Linked DNA regions of Triticum aestivum: region 2 is linked to region 1. The links are chromatin contacts, called in public Hi-C maps. All regions are on one chromosome and are shown on one strand. The core of a region is the stretch at or near the end of the contact, and the rest is flanking DNA. Distances in the headings are between cores, read along the strand shown.

The links. Hi-C and Micro-C count contacts between places; a contact is called where the count stands out from the background.
Region 2: a contact with region 1 is called in a Hi-C map of leaf, with 5 times the contacts expected there. The contact joins the promoter of LOC123168256 here to the promoter of LOC123170426 in region 1. A contact is called at or near these places in 2 of 5 Hi-C or Micro-C datasets (both in leaf).

Annotation. Positions count from the first base shown.
Region 1 is chr7D:172,311,380-172,315,402 of IWGSC CS RefSeq v2.1, forward strand. It overlaps LOC123170426 (UDP-glycosyltransferase 90A1), which reads left to right and starts at 2,006. Exons shown (of 1, transcript XM_044588291.1): 1 at 2,006-3,778. The coding sequence starts at 2,279. The coding sequence ends at 3,694.
Region 2 is chr7D:172,926,119-172,930,141 of IWGSC CS RefSeq v2.1, forward strand. It overlaps LOC123168256 (heat shock factor-binding protein), which reads left to right and starts at 1,821. Exons shown (of 5, transcript XM_044586130.1): 1 at 1,821-1,997; 2 at 2,468-2,521; 3 at 2,613-2,636; 4 at 2,717-2,759; 5 at 3,287-3,580. The coding sequence starts at 1,962. The coding sequence ends at 3,420.

The DNA.
Region 1 (4,023 bases), core at 756-3,255:
AAGTAGAGGCATACTAGGGACACTTTGTTTTGTCTATGTATTCACACATGTACGAAGTTTCCGGTTAATACAAATCTAGCATGAATAATAAACATTTATCATGATATAAGGAAATAGAAATAACAACTTTATTATTGCCTCTAGGGCATATTTCCTTCATATAGAAGGGGCTGGAAACCCGTGCTTAGGGCGGCACTTGGTGTAGTTCACTTCCTGGAGGGCTGGCGCTCAACGCCACCTGTGCCGATGGAAGATGGGAGTGTTCCGAAATGGTCGTAGATAATGGAAACTTCCGTGCCATCGATGCCCTCTTGATAATAGACGCCCTCTCGGAAGATGGTGCAAATGTGAGGGTCCTCAGCCAAACCACGATTGCATTCATTGTCTCAGATCTCCGGCTGAGGAGTTGAGGAGCTCACCGTGGCAACCACTGCTTCCAGCCCTGTTCGGACGCTTTAAAAAGCTAATCAGGCAGTTATATACCTTGCTCCGAGGAAATATAAGTTAGTTGTTGAAACTTAGTGCCTGTACGTGTTTGTGGCAAGAAAAACCATTAAACATCGACTCCTCGGGGAAATCCACCACTTCACCTTTGAACACGGTTGCAAGTGATTAGCGATTGTGGAATCCTCCTCTTATCGCGTGGGTAGAGTCATTTTCACCATTGAACTACCACATAGGGTGGATGCGCTATTGAAGTGGCTGGATTCCTCAGGCAAGAGCCACTGCCATCACATTGATGAGGGTTAGCCCATGACGATGAAGGCATGTCACCTGAGTAGCCATCCTGGCCATGGTGAAAGTACCTTCTCAGGACTGGGTCCTCAAACCTAGTCATACCATTTCCTGGGAGAGGTGAGCGAAAAGGGAGCAAGTCCCTGCCGTGGAGGATCCTCAAACAACACATCAAGAATATAAACCACTCCCCCTGCCAAGTCTAACTATCCTCATTTGAGGTACCGACAAGATAGCCGGACCACGCGACTCTACAAACCTCGGCTCCACCACACTCAAATAATGTTCCATCTCGGACGCGAGGAACTAGGCAAAAGTGCATGCTTGCAATAAAGGCGATTATCGCTGCATGCATGTAATGGGGGGCTCTTAGGCTGGCCATAGTGGGGGTAACATAAGTAGTAACATGCACTTGGGACTCACAAACATGCTTATGTGGCAGTCAATTAAAGAAGAGAGAGATGATTATAGTAACATAGGTAGATACCGTAACATAATTAATGTTATGCTACTATGTGTCATGCATGGCAATAGATGAGACCACCTATGATACTAATCTATGTTATTATGCACTATGGATGTAGTAGTGATCTAAACGCTCTTATATTAGTTTACGGAGGGAGTACATGATACTAGTATATGATACTCCCCAGTATGACCAGCCTTATAAAAATGCACACCGTCCGGTCATTAGTTCTTGCACGAACTTGATTAGGTACAGTGACTACATGATTATCCATATGATGATTTTCTAACAACTAAACTGTTGTAGTGGGGGTGCTCTTATAACCTGCACGCCGTCCAGTGATTAGTTCTAACATCAACTTGGTTAGGTAAAGTTGCCAAACATGATTATCCTTGGGTGATTGTCTAACACCTTGATTAGGTGCAGCAAACTTATTTGCTCCACCGGATAAATGTGTGACCGAGCGTTCAGGCAAACATTTGCATGCCGTGACCTGTGCCTAAAAATGGTACAAGAAGCAACCAGTTCCAGATTGTGACCTATCGTGGTGCTGGCTTGGGGGACATCTGCTTCGCCTACTCGAGGAATCCAGGACCCAAGTTGGTGCATTACGCGACGAATACTGCCTGGTGAAAAACAGACGCAGCGTTCTTATACATTGTTCAATAAATGCTGAATGATCCACATGCAAACGAGTGACGCCGATAAGCATACCACCGGATGCCGTGCGCCAAAGGAGCTTTTCGCCTATGAGGGACCGTTCTTCAATTGGAGTGGTGGTGGCTGATATCAAGTCTTTGTCTGAAGGTTTCTCTTCAGTGTCCTTCAAACATGTTCGTCGGCATTTAAATGTTCCTGCTCATGTGCTAGCTAAATCTTGTATGAACTCTTCTAGTCTTTGTGTGTTCCATTCTGTTCCGGATTGCATCCGGCAAACTCTGTGTAATGTTGTTCATTGATCTATAAAGCCGGCGTTCTCTCTCTCAAAAAAAGGAGCTTTTCGCCAACAGCTGCACTACCCATACAAGAGACAGACACGCGCACACACACAGCTACACACCAATAACTTCACTATCCATGGCTGCTTCACCGCCGCTCCGTCACGTGGCCATGCTCCCCTTCATGGCGAAAGGCCACGCCATGCCGCTCCTCCACCTCGCGCATCTCCTTCTTGGCCGCCGCCTCGCCTCGGCCGTCACCTTCTTCACCACCCCGCGCAACGCGCCCTTCATCCGCGCTGGCCTCGCTGGTGCCGGCGCCGGCGCCGCGGTCGTCGAGCTTCCGTTCCCCTCCGAGCAGGACGCCCCGCAGAGCACGGACGAGCTCCCATCGTCGACCAGTCTTGTCGACTTCGTCACCGCGGTGGCGGCGCTCCAGCCGGCGTTCGCGGACGCGCTCGCCAAGATCGAGCCCAGGCCGGACCTGCTCGTCCACGACGGATTCCTCCGGTGGGCCAAGGACATCGCCGACGAGCTCGGCATGCCGCGGCTTGTCACCCTCGGCTTCGGCGGCTTCGCCACGTACGTCAACCGGGCAGTCACGGCACACAGGCCGAACGCACGCGTGAGCTCGCCGTCCGAGCCGTTCCCGGTCCACGGTGTGCCGGACCTCCGCCTCACGAAGGCCGACCTCAACCCGCCGTTCGACGACCCGGAGCCTTCCGGCCCGCACTGGGACTTAATTTGCAAGAACCGCATCAGCATGTACTCCAGCCGGGGCATCATCGTCAATTCCTTCCACGAGCTGGAGTCGATCTACATCGACCTGTGGAACCGGGAGTTCGACATCAAGATGTGGCCGATCGGACCGCTCTGTCTCGCGGCCTCCGAACCGGCGGTCCAGACCAAGGACGACCGTGAGATCTCAGAGTGGCTCGACTCGAGGCTCGCCATGGACCGGCCGGTCCTCTATGTCGCGTTCGGCTCGCAGGCCGAGCTGAGCCGGGCACAGCTGGAAGAGATCGCCGTCGGGTTGGACAACTCCGGTGTGGACTTCCTATGGGTGGTCCGGTCCAAATGGCTCAATCCAGATGACCGGTTCAATGACAGGTTCGGAGACAGGGGCAAGGTTGTCGAAGGTTTCATCAACCAGCTCGGAGTGCTGGGTCACAAATCAGTGAAAGGATTTTTCACCCACTGCGGATGGAACTCTGTGCTGGAGAGCATCACCATGGGCGTGCCAATACTGGCGTTCCCAATGGCGGCCGAGCAGAAGCTCAATGCCAAATTCGTCGTGGACGTGATCCATGTGGGGCTCCGAGTTCGGCCGAAGGAAGACGCCAACAAGGCAGGTAGCGGGTTGGTTATGAGTGGAGACGTGCAGGTGTTGGCAAGGGAACTGATCTTGGGAGAGGAAGGGAAACGCGCCGCTGCTAGAGCTGGTGAGCTCTCCGTGTCTTCTAGAAAGACCATGGACATAGGTGGGTCCTCGTTTGAAAACTTGGCGCAGATGGTTCAGGAGGTCAGTGAGACCCATGCCAATAATGGTGAGTAAATATAATCGTTGCTATGTGGTTGATGCGGGCTAGTCGTCCAGGCTTAGTATGAAACTCATAATTGATGTCGATGTTTGTTTGGAGCTTTGTACTGGTGGACCGTGCACCGTCCGGTCTCCTATTTCCAACCGTCTGATCCCGTCATCCCGTCATAGCAGGTCGTTTTCTCGCCCCCATCTTAGATCACGCGACAGCGGGTCGTCTTCCTCCCCTCCATGTCTCAAATCCAACCACCAGGCACGCATGGGGCCGTGGCTGCACCCACCCCACGCCGACAATAGCTCGCCGCCCTGGCCGTCTGTCGCTGGCCTCGCCGCTGTCGTCTCAT
Region 2 (4,023 bases), core at 571-3,070, 610 kb after region 1:
AAGACAAGAACTCCTCTCCGCTGACGTAGACGAGTAGACTCCTGTTATCCTAGGCCTCCGGCACATTACATAAACTGAAGCTAGGCTAGTCCATGGATCATTAGAATCTTACACCACAATCTCGTGGTAGACACATGTACTCTGTACTATACCCCAATACAATCAACACAAGCATGATGTATGATATTATCTCTTCGAGGGAGCCCAAACCTGGATAAAATCTCCATGTCTTTGATATCCTCGTTCCAAGACATCTAGCTTAGGATCCCTACCTTGAGATCGGCCGGATTTGGCTCCGTCAGTGGTGGCCCATACAGGTCATGCTAGTTGATCACATCGCGGATCGATGGGCGTCTTCATCAACATCAACTTCGATCTCAACCGAGATCATGGGAAACTTCGTCCATGAAGCTCGGGGTTTCAACGTCAACTTTGCCCTCGCGTGATTGTGCATAATTTTCTGGACAGCGGATTCATCCCAATGGTCTAGTATGCCGATTATGGTTCAATCTGATTCTATGGTAGCTTTGTCTCTTTGTCAGACACTCCGCTCGTCAAATCACAATTTGGTAGTTTAGTTAATGATACTACGAACTTTTTAGCTGTTAGGGAGTTTAAACCTATGAAGCTAGGAAGAGATCAAAATAGAGGGCTCTTATCGGATGCCCGCATGCATCCAATAGGTGAGCTTTCACTTAAGCATCGCCCAAAACGGGCCGGCCCATTCCCACACGTCAGATGGAAAATGACAGAAAAAATAAAACTACAGGCAACGGAGCCGAACTCATGATCTCACGCTAGATAGCAGCGTTGCTAGCCATCGAGTATGGCCAAATTGCAACGCTACATTTAAAATACTATGTACAATGGTAGACCCGTTTTTAAAAACAAGAAAAATCAACATTTCTTTGAAAAAAATGTGAAATTTTTTCTTTAAAAAGTTAGAATAATGTTTTAAAATCGTGAACAAACTTTTAAAACATGAATAATTATTGAAAACATGAACAAAAATTCTAAAATGCCAAATGATGAACACTTTCAAAAATATGCACTGAAGATTTTTGTAAGATACATTAATTTTTTTTACATAAACACGAAACATTTTTGCAATATACGTTGAACAAATATTTAATGCACATTTAAAAAATTTGGGACATACACTGAACAAATATTTAAATACACATTGAACATTTATGTGATACATGCGGAACAATTTTTAACATTTTTGAAATATGTTGAACATTTTCTTAATATAGGATGAACATTTCCTTAAATAAACATTTTTGTTGATAAAACAGGAATGAAACTTGTATAATGCACAAAAAGAAAACAAAAAAGAAAAATAGAAAAGAAAGAGAAACATAAACAGAAAAAAGGAAAAGAAGAAAGAAATAGAAACATAAACAAAAAAGAGAAGAAACAACAGGGTGACCTTGGGCCAGCCCAAACTGAGGCGTCGGGAGGCCGAGCTTCAGCAAAGTCACGTTGTTCTGACGCTCGCCAGCGTCAAATAGGAATATCCATCAAAATAGGGTGACTAATTATGCTCGCACAGACTGTAGTACACTGTCTGACTAATTATGTTCACAGAGACCGCAACACCATTATTGGTTGCAACGTGGGCCGATCTTGTATTGGCCGATTGTAACCCCTTTGTTGGTTGCAACATGGGCTGGTCTTCATCTCCGATCTTTTGTATTGGCCGATTGTAACCCGTTTGAATACCTCGCAGGTGGGCCGTGGGCTGAAGCCAGAGCTAAGCCCGAAACGACCTAATTAAGCCTCACCCAACCTTTGCAGGCCGGCCGCGAGCCGAAGCCTTCTCGATCAACCGAGCAGGTCCACTACCTCGCTCTTCGCCGCAATCCCCACATTCATTCATTCTTACCGAGAATCCCCAAATCCCCAACCCCGACTGACGACGAGTGGATCTGTTCCGGCGCTTCCTGCCGCCGTCGACCATGGCGTCTTCCAACTCCGGCGGCATCCCCATCAAGGTCAGCGACTCCCCCTTCTTCCCCTCTCACCCACGACCCTCGAGCCCACGAGCGCCGTTTGAGGATTTAGCGGCGAGCCGGGTCGGGTTCCTGTGGATCGCCCGAAGAAGAGACTGGTGTCTGTCATCTCCACCGGTTCTTCCGGGAATTTCCCTGCTTCGAACTGCATGATTTCTCTAGCGCTTGCAATTTTGCTGGCCTTAGCTTCCGCTTCCTTGGGTATAGGCGTATAGCCTCCGTTTGGGAAAAATAGGTAACTTTGGGTCAACAGGTGAAACGGCCCGCCGTAGTTATCTCGTTGAATAAGGTTCAAATTTGCACGGCGACATGCAGGACAGTTATAATCCCTAGATCGAACGCCTCTAAATTTTGATGCATGCGGCAGTATTCCTCTGGTCCATTTCATGGCTATAGGCTCAAACAGGGTTTTAGCGAGTTTGCTCATTCAATATGTGCTTTGTCAATTGCAGGCGGAACAGGATTCGGATGGCTCGGCCCAGAGCACAGCTGATATGACTGCTTTTGTATGTATTTTATCTTCCTTTTGAGTTTATATAGATTGTAAATTTGAGGCGTAATTCTCGCTCATCTTTTGCCTTTGCCTACTGCTTGCAGGTGCAAAATCTTCTAGTTCAGATGGTAAGGCTTTCTTTTGTTTGCAGTGCACTGCGCGTGTGAGTCCACCTACTTTTCTCTTACTGAATCTGATTTCCTTGCAGCAAACCAGGTTCCAAACTATGTCAGAGAACATCATTACAAAGAATATCCTTATAAATCAGTTCATTTTTGCATTTTATTTTATTTTTACTTCATTCGGTTTTCTGGTCACAGTTCTTTTAGATAACGCATTTTCAATCACAGGTGAACATTTGACAAATATACTCATGTGCTACTAGATCGTTGATTTGTCCATTTGTAAGGGAAAATTATAGTGCAAATGCATGACCCAGATTCCCGTAGTAACTGAGGATCTTTAAAATTTGTGAATTTAATTAGGAGGGTAGCTCATGTGCAAACTTTCAAACCCTTGCAGACTGCAATCTTCTTTCGTTATTGTTCCTTAACTTCTTAAAAGTATGGAACAAGCACTCATATCGTTTGCTAACTTGTTAGAGCTGATGTATGAGACCATTTCTATAAGAGTGGCACTAGTTTTGAATAATGCGACCTTTATTATCAGCATTCAGACCATACCTCCCTTTGAAATGTTCACTTGTCGAGCACTTACTGGATATTATTGTCTACATATGCCTCCCTGCTTTTTTGTATAATCCTTAACCAGTACTTACTAGATGAAATGGGTGCAAGAATCGATGAATTGGAGCTGAGCATCAATGACCTCAAGGCTGAAATGGGCAGCGATGGTATGACCCCTACTAAAGTGAAGGACGAAGAATCAAAGCCAGCAGACAGCTCTGCCTGATTTAAGCAGAAGTAGCAGAAGCAAGTCGTATTAGTCTTGGTTCCATGTCAATATCATCAGCCATTCATCACTAACTTAATGCATGTTATGAGATGTTATTCGCACTGTTATATGCATTTGAGATCTACAGTACCTGTCGTGAGAGATTTCTCTTGATGCATTGATGCTTGCTGAGTGGTTTGCTATAAATTTTAGTTCCCAGAAATGGTTTTATCATCCCCTTCCTAAGGGGCACTTTTTTTCTAGTGGATGGAACTAGTGTAAAAAAAGGGAAAGTGTGGCGCTATTTTTTTTTAAGGATCAAACTAGTGTGGTGCTCATTTTCTTCGAAAGAGCCCAATTATTAGTCTTGCAGCAAAACTTAACTATGCCATGAGCTATGCGATGCATAACAAACCTGGCATAGTGTAAGCATCATTTATCCTGCTTTCATGTTTTCTTAAGGCCATCGTAGTTGATAGATGGGTGATACTTTCAGGGTGCCTCATACATACAACACATAATTCCCATAAAATTATTGTGTATGCAAAATTGTTGCAACAGTTTTTCTGTAACATGTTGCATTGTTTGAACCACGCTCACACAACAAAAAATTCTTGGGAT